Linked DNA regions of Lactuca sativa: region 2 is linked to region 1. The links are chromatin contacts, called in public Hi-C maps. All regions are on one chromosome and are shown on one strand. Each heading gives the region's core, a stretch centred on a gene start, on an enhancer-like site or on the middle of the called end of the contact. The rest is flanking DNA. Distances are from core to core; before and after follow the strand shown. Region 1 holds the start of LOC111916889 (homogentisate 1,2-dioxygenase). Region 2 holds the start of LOC111916888 (basic leucine zipper 34).

What was found. A called contact is a pair of places that touch in the nucleus more often than the background predicts.
Region 2: a contact with region 1 is called in a Hi-C map of leaf, with 4 times the contacts expected there. The contact joins the promoter of LOC111916888 here to the promoter of LOC111916889 in region 1. A contact is called at or near these places in 2 of 4 Hi-C or Micro-C datasets (both in leaf).

Annotation. Positions count from the first base shown.
Region 1 is chr9:179,060,253-179,064,596 of Lsat_Salinas_v11, reverse strand. LOC111916889 (homogentisate 1,2-dioxygenase) reads right to left here and starts at 2,713. Exons shown (of 9, transcript XM_023912544.3): 1 at 2,430-2,713; 2 at 1,579-1,809; 3 at 1,418-1,497; 4 at 1,152-1,319; 5 at 895-1,070; 6 at 463-532; 7 at 158-312. The coding sequence starts at 2,626.
Region 2 is chr9:179,200,166-179,204,875 of Lsat_Salinas_v11, reverse strand. It overlaps LOC111916888 (basic leucine zipper 34), which reads right to left and starts at 1,751. Exons shown (of 4, transcript XM_023912543.3): 1 at 894-1,751; 2 at 604-694; 3 at 377-503; 4 at 1-261. The coding sequence starts at 1,441. The coding sequence ends at 95.

The DNA.
Region 1 (4,344 bases), core at 1,464-3,963:
ACGTCATGTCTAGTCTAGTCGAGTCATGACCTGAACTGTCATGTCGTGAACTGTCATGACGTCATGTCGTGAGCCTATCTTGTCCAGTCATGTCATGTCTTGATCTGTCATGTCATGTCTTGATCTGTCATGTGTAACAAATGTAGTGGAAGAGTACCTCGTATCCTCCATGGATAAGACCCATAAATTCACTCATACAATTGCGGTGGTAGTAAGGAGGTCTAAAAGTATGCTCCGCCACCAACCACCGTGGAGGAAATATCACAAAATCAAGCAATGCAACCCCAGGTTTATCAGTTGGTGCGGTCAACACTGCATTAAAATTTACAAAATGAATCCTTTATTATATCATTATCAAAATACATTGCTATTTCTTACACTTAACCCATATCATAAAACATATAAATCAATCTTGTAAATGAACAAAAATTATCTCATTTACTAAAAGAAAATCACACTCACCCGTGTTTATTGATGGATCACCATGGTCAACCAAAACCGTATTATACGGGCAAAACTTGCTTAGATCATACTGCAAACAAAATACATGTAAATCTTTATATATATACTTAGATATAGAGTAAATTACAAGTTTGGTCCCTGAGTATTGTTGAATTTTGCAATTATCATCTCTCTTGAGGTTCTTGCGACATTTTTGGTTCATATTCCAAGTATAATGACTATGGTCCTTGGATATAGGCTATATAAAAATCAATTTACTTGATACAGGGACTAAAAGCGTTATAAAAACTTCAAATAAGGAGCAAAATTGTACGAGAAAACTCATTGGGACCAAAATGGAGAAAAGAAGCTATACTCGGGGACCAAAAATGTAATTTACTCATGATTGTAAATCAAACATACATAAGAAACTATAATGAAAAAAATGTGTACCTTATAAGGGACATAATTGCCATGCCAAGCAACAACATTGAATGGTGAAAAATCTTGTCTAGCAGTAAAAAGTTCACCACCAAATTTCTGTATAATTGTATAACCTGGACGAGATTCCTGTTCAAATGAAGCTGTGGGGACAAGAAAATCCTTTGGGGAAGCAAGCCCATTTGCACCTAAAAGCAACACCAAGTTAAAAAAGACAAAAATACCCTTATAGAGATACAAGGGATAGTTCATAGTAGTAGGTTAATTACCTATTGGCCCAAGATCAGGGAGTTGGAAATGAGTACCAAAAACTTCAGCAACATAACCACGCGAAGGGCCATCTGGTAAATCAATAGCAAACCGGAATCCTTGAGGGAGGATTACAATTTCACCAGGTGAAACTTGTAGTTTTCCACATTCTGTAGTGACCCACAACCCTAAAAATAAAAATGTTTTATTATAATTTATAAATTTATAATCACAAGTTCCATAATCATGAAGGGTAAAAAGATGCGTTGAAAATGTGGACACTTACTTCCAGTTTGAGGAACTATCAAGAAGTCGCCATCTGCATTGCAGAAAGCAGAGTTTTCCATAGATATGTTTGCAGTGTACCTACATGATCATGAAGACAACACTTAATGCAGTAAACGAATGCCAGATTGTATAAGGTACAACATTTGAAGCATATGTTACATGTGAATGGCGAAACCATGTCTAAGGAATGAACTACCAGCTCCACATACAGAATAGAGCCCATCAACAAAGTCTGTTGGTTCATCAGGAATATCAACAGGTTTCCATCGAATTTGTGTGGGGTTAATTGCACTGTTGACCTGGCTGAATTCACTTAGTAGCTTCTCATGTTTGGGAGCTCTTGGTTTAAATGGTTCGTGTGTGACTGAAGGTTTGATCCGATATAGCCAACTGTTGAAACAGAAATAGCATGAACATGTGAAAAAATTGGATGTTGCGAAAATCATAAACCAAATCTTATATGAATCAAAATACTGTGAGATGTAACAATTAGGCGCCAGTATTCATGTATTTTGAGTTTAGTATTCAGCAATTAGTATGTATATGATTATATGAATCCGATGCAAATTGGAAGTTGGTTGAATTTGTAGAAGGCATGCTCTTACAGAACTTAAATCGAAACTAAATTTAAACGAATAACGGTCGATTAGATTGATCAAGCATAATGAACCAATGATCTACGATTATCAGACTAGTGAACCAAGTTATTTTAACAATTTACATCTTACACGACTCTTCAGATATACTTCCCGACCAAAAAACTAAGTCACAGAACAAAGAGTTGTTCACTCGAATTTGCATAAGCAATACCTAGAATCGCAAAAGATCGAATAGGAACTTCATGTACAACGATTAACTAAAATCGGTATGGATAATTGTGAATATTAACTTCAAAAAACAGGAAAACACTAGAAGAAGCAGAAGCGTGATTTAATGGAACTCTTCCATACTAGAAAAGTTGTTTAAACAAAAATATAAAATGATGCGTATAAAGTGAGTAAGTACTGGACCTTCGTTGATTGAGCTTGCGAGGAGCGGTGAAAGAGGTGCCGGAGATCTGTTCGGCGTAGAGACCAAGGGGGCAAACCAGTGGACTGTTTTGACCTTGAGGGAGAGCTCCGGCTATCGCCTCCGATGAGAAGTGGTTTCCGAAGCCGGACTGGTAGTCGGAATCTGCAGAAGGGAAGTCGGAAGATTTGGGAGCCATCGAGAACAGGAATCAGAAGAAATGAGGGAAAAATAAGATTCAGTTCATTATAAACGAACTAAAGGTGTCACGTTGGGAGGGAGATGCAGATATATACTGACGTGTAGTCGATAGTCTTCGCCGTCAATAAATGTTATAACGAGTAGAAACGGCTAATCACATCACATATCAAAATAAAAAGGAAATTAATTTTTTTTTTGAACGGCAAATGCATTAAAGACTCCAATTAAACCACGAGATAGAATTAAACTTCGATCTATTTTTAACCCAATTGAAAGCAAGAATTTGAATATCATCTGTCGTCTTGAGATGCGAACATCTCTTCTTCTTAAAAACAAAGTCATCGCGAGTTCTCCATATACACCACAACACCGAGTATATTAACATCAATCTGAGCTTCAGTCTCTTCTTATTAATGCCCGAGGAAATCAAAACAGTTTTTTTAAGCTCATCATAATTATTGGGAATGCTAGGCAGTAAGTCACTCCAATTACTAAACCAAGACCATATCTTTTTTGAGAACGAGCACTGTGAAAAAATATGCTCAACTGATTCCTCTATTTCCCTGCAGAAGTGACAAGTAACAGAATCCAACAAAATTCCTTTTTCCACAAGCTTGCAAGCCACCGGAATTCTATTGCAAAGCAGCCTCCAAAGGAAACAATTCACTTTAATTGGAACCCATTTCACCCCATGAAAATCTCACATATGATTATGGATATCCAAATTATTATCCATTAAATCTCTAAGAGATTTAACAGAGAAAATGTTGGAAATTAAGTAATCTCACCATTTTTTGTGGTTTCTTTTTTTTTAAATAATCATTTAGATTTTTTTTTTAAATGACCTTTTTGTTCGGAATGTATTCTTGATTTGAATTTTGAAATTGGTTAACAAGTAAAATGATTCAATTCGGTAACGTGGTCCTCCTATATATAACACTAGACGAATTCTCGCGCGTTGCGCGACAAAGATTAAAAATATATTGTTAAAATATTGAAAAATATATGTTTAAAATGATTATGTTATTGTCATTAACTTTAAGATAATATTTTTACACTAATTTATATATATATATATATATATATATATATATATATATATATATATATATATATATATATATATAATTTTTAATAATAATATTCATTGACATCAACTCACATTCCTCATTAATAGAATTAAATATAATTATCTATTTAGTATTATATTTAACAATTATTATTATTGATTAATTATATTTTTACTTATGCGATCATTTTCTAATTTCAATAATGATGTTCATTTAAAATACAATTTATTTATAGCTAAATGTAATTTATAATTTGATATTATTATCATTTAAAATTGTTATTCATTAATTTTAAACCACTTATTATTAATAATAAGTTAAAGAAGTCTTTTAAGAAACACTTAATATTATTATTAAAATGTGAAACATACACTAAATAATAAAGTATTAAGATAGACAATTTGCATTTCAAAAAAGTCTTGCATGGATAATATGACATATCTATGTAATTTGATTTTATTATTTATAATTATTGCTTATTAATTTTAAAATTACCTGTTATTATTAATAAGTGAAAGAAACTTTTAAAAAACACTTATTATTATAATTAAAATGTTAAACATATACTAAAAAGGTGATAAGATAGACAATTTGCATTTTAAAAAATGCTTACATGGATAATATGGATAATATGACATATCAATGA
Region 2 (4,710 bases), core at 502-3,001, 140 kb before region 1:
GGTCACGTGCCTGCATGGGCGCATTTTAGCAGCACCCCCACACACACTCCCATTATTCATTTCATTCCTTTCTAATTACCAGATCCGAGGTCACTCACCTCTCATCCGTACCACTCACCGATGCCGCCGGCGGCGGCGGAGACACCATTAATGCCGGTGACCCGGTGGTGATGTTCTCCGTCTTGTTGTTGTTGTTCATGTTTTGTTCATGATAAACTCTTCTCAATCTTTCTATCTCCTTCTTTAATGCTTCTTGATGAGCTGCAATTAATAATTAAGTACCAAAATTGAGATTTTGGTGTAACTTTTGTCTGAAGTTTTCGTAAGATTGTAATCGACAAATCATTGATTTTCGTTAACTAATTTGAAAAATTACCATCTTTGAAGATCTTGTCTTGAGCCAAAGCAGCAATTCGTTGTTTAAGCGAGCTGTTATCAACGTTTAGAATCAACCTTTGATGATCTAGAAATGCGACACGTGGTGACAATGTTGATACTTCCGTCTTCATATATGAACATATAGGAAAATGTATTTAATTTGCAAATTGCAATGATTCATGCAATAAATGATCTAGATTATGATTAAGAACTTAAGATGATTACCTGTAGAGTTGTTACACTGCGTTCGAGTTCAGAAATGTAATGCAACTTCCTGACTCTTGATCTCTGGGCAGATTGACGATTTGCTAATATCCTGATGGTTAATTTTAATTAATAACGTAATTAGCATCATGAGATCGTTAATCACACTGAATGATTGATGATGATTGTCTGATGTTTATTGAATGCAACTCGATTAGCTTGTTGTTCAAGCAAGATGTATATGAGTAGAATTGAGATATTTATGATAAGGTACGACAGAGGAGTTGTACTTTATGGAATGTAAATTGTACCTTTTAACCCTTTTTGGATCAACGATGGTGCCGCCGTCGCTGGAGAAAGTAAACGGAAGCTTACCGGAATCTGAGTCGTGTTCGTATCCGCCACCGTCTTCTACCTCTCCCGGCTCACTCTTCAGTTGCGACGGCGGTTGTTCCTGAGGCGGCGATGGTCTACGTTCGTCATTGTCGCTATTTTGTTCCGATGGCGAAGACGATGACCTCGTCGAGTGAAGATTCGCGGCGACGTCGTCGGAAAACATGGAGCTAAGCTGCTCATCATCCAAACGCTCAAATCCGTTATTATTTGAGCAAGGTATCATCGAGGGATCATTGCTATTAGAGTTACGACATTCGTTAATAAACGGAGTTTCAACGAATGCAATCGGATCGCTGGCGGATCTCCGGTGAGCGTTCCTCCTAGCTGAAGAAAAATCAAGGAAATCGTCCATCCAGCTCGGCGGTTGCGAGGCTGACATCGGCATCATCGGCTGCATCGTCTGATAGGAAAATGACGGCCACTTCTGCGCCATTGTTGGCGCTTTTGGCGGCAATTGCGCCATGCAAAATCAAATTCCACCTTCAAAAACACTTCAAATCAACAGATTCCAAAACTAAAAGCTCAAAAAAAAAACCTTGAAAAACGATCTATATGTTGGAATACATATATCATCAACAAGTAATGATTGATCGATTGAGATTTCGGGGTGAATGTAAATAGGGGATTGTAATATTGTATTGTTGGAGGGAAGAAGGAAGAAGGAAGAAGTAAGAAGTAAGAAGGAGGTGAGTCACATGGATGAAAGGATTATGACAGCTAGCAACAGCTAAGTGGGTGTGTGTGTGAGAGAGAAAAGAGTTCCCAACGGTTTCACTTGGGAAAATCCGCGGTAGTTTAATGGGAAAACTAACTGGCGGAATCTCAACACCACGTGCTGATGTGACACATATCTCTTTCACCATTTACAATAGTTTAATATAGTTAAATACCTATTAATATCTATAAAGCTCTTAATTATCCTATTAATTCACATTTAATTATGTTTGTGTTCTTTGCGTTAAAGAAACGTAAATGAAGTCACAAATTGGATTATAGGAAACAATACGAACCTTTAGTTGGGAATATTTTGAGTCACTTTTAGGTCGAATGGAATTTGGTCAAAAAGATGCCTGGGTGTAGGATGGTAATTTACAGGACGAATCAGAAAAATAAAAAGATATTATGAGTTTTTTTATTTTTAAATAAATATGTATAATTTAAAATAAAAATATTCTATCTTAAAAAAAAATTAGGTTTTATGTAGCTGTTTACCTTGTCTCCCTCAACACCCCATGCATGAATGTCAAGTGTCGGCTATAATTTTGTGCAACTACACAAGTCTCTTAGGCTTTGGTGAATGCCTTCGACCGGACCTCAATATTTGCTGAGACACGTCAATAATCACCACCCCTTAATATCGACATGTCAAGCTCTAAGAATGTTGCATGTTCGGATGAGAATGGAGAGGTCAAAGGTGTGTAACAACCTAAATTTAAGGTGGTAAAACAAAAAATCAAGAATCGTGCTCTTCGCGTAGAAGACGAGGAGATCTCGACCTTTTATAAGATTTAGTTGATAATCACGCACACTTGAGAGGTTGCATCGATCTTAAAATTTGCGCTTTGCATTGGCTCGAAATCGAAGAAGATGTGTAGGATGTGATCCCCCAATTGAAACAATTACTCAAGATTATCGATTACGATTACCGAATCGTTCAAGTATTATATGAAGTATTATTCATATGATAATTTGTTTTTGAAAAAGTTAATTTAATTTTTAATTGTCTATTTATAAACTGTGCATTCATTTGAAGATGTGGTTATTGATATGCAAAATTAGAACTAACAGATAACATTAAGAAAAAAATATTCAGGAGGCATACTAATACAAAATCATTTTCAAAAGTTAATTATTTTTTACTATTACGCTTGTTACTTTGTAGCAAAATAACAATTCTTTTGTTTATTTATCCATAAAAATTTAACATTTTCATACATCAAATTGGCATATTTTAATAACCAAGTGGTATTGTAAAGTAAGGAGAAAAGAACAATTAAGTGGGGTAAAGACAACTCCCATCAAGTGAAATCGAGTTTCCTTTAGATCCCGACCCTAAGGCAACCTCATGCTGCAATAGCCTTTACTGGATTACTGGTTACCGAAGAAATACTTATGGTTGAAAACATAGATCCTTGGTTATCACAACAATTCCATTAATCTATTGTTGAATTGATTATATTATTTAGTGCTCAACATTAGTTCTTTTATATAAAATCCTAAAATTTAAAATTAGGTTTTTAAATTAATAAAGTAAATAAATGCAATATGATTTAAATAGTTTAATCATAAAAGAATAATCATGTCAATATTTGATATGAAGTTTAGAAAGTTAGAAGTAAAAATAACAACATTTTAAAAGTTAAAGGGTCAAAAATGTCAATTTGGCAAAGTGGGTTGACCAAAGAGTTGACTCAATTAATCGAAGGGACTAAAAAAGTTATAAAATGGATGAAGAATGAATTATTATATCAAAACTTAACTTAAAAGCATAAATGTTGACGTTTGGTGGGTTTTAGCCAAAACTTGAAGGACCAAATATGACAAATCCGAAAATAAGAAATTCATCCGCTTCGTTTCAGTCAAATGAGAAGTATAGGAGGAAAAGAGGAGGTTTCAGTCAAATGAGAAGTATAGGAGGAAAAGAGGAGATTATATGTTGATTCAAGCTCAATAGAAACCCTAGGGGTCGATCTCAAACCTTCTTGCTTCATTTGGTGCAAGTTATGAAGAAATCAAGTGGTTCAAGGAATATTGTAACGTCTGATTCCTGGTACACATTTAATTATAATTTATTCATTTTTATAGAGCAACTCGACGAGTTTGTAGCCCAAAACTTGTCGAGTAGAGACAAGAAAGGGACACGAGTTTTAAGCAATCTACTCGACGAGTTGAGAGCCCTCAACTCGGCGAGTAGATCTGCCAGAGTGAAACCCTACTTTCGGGGTTTTGCACCTTATTTAAGCACTAAATCCCCACTTTATGGTCTCATTTCCAGCCTCCAAGTCCCAAACCCGAATCTACGAAACCCTAGAGCTTTGTGTGAGTTTGTGAGCCATTTTTAGTGAACTTTGTGTGATTTGAATCTTGTAGAAGAAGAAGAAGCTAGAGGATTCCATGAGAAGATTCTAGATCCAGAAACAACATCTCATCCTCTTCATTTTCTGGTAATTAAGCCTCTAACTTGTCTAGTAGTTTCTTAGATCTTCTTATTTTCACTTTATTGGGTTTTTGGGTCCAAGAAGCTTGACCCTTGGGATATGGACGTCCCAAGCAAGGATCCCTTCAGATTTGGAACCATTAAGGGTTGTTATGGCATAAAGGTGCAAACTTTATGCCATTGGAGCCCCCCATGCAAGCTCTAAGGTGTTATTTTGGCAGTTTAAGCCCCAAAAGGCCATGCATGGAAGGAAAGTTAGGAGCTTTACGTGTTCAAATGATGTCTAAGGCCTAGATCTATGTAATCATGCTTTAGTTTGGAGTATTATGACTTTTGGACCAAGATCTATGTCCTAAAGAACTAGGGTTTTAGCTAAACCCATTAAGAAGGACTATTAGTGGGTAAAGTTGGAAACTTTACCCTTAAAATGGCATATCCAGTATGTAAATGAAGTATGGAGCTTAGATTTGGAGAGTAGGGGCTTAATCCTTTGAGATGGCCCAAACAGACTGAGGAACTCCGCGAGTCCAGAGAAGGACTCAACGAGTTGTTGTGAGTTGTCCCGATTCTGATTA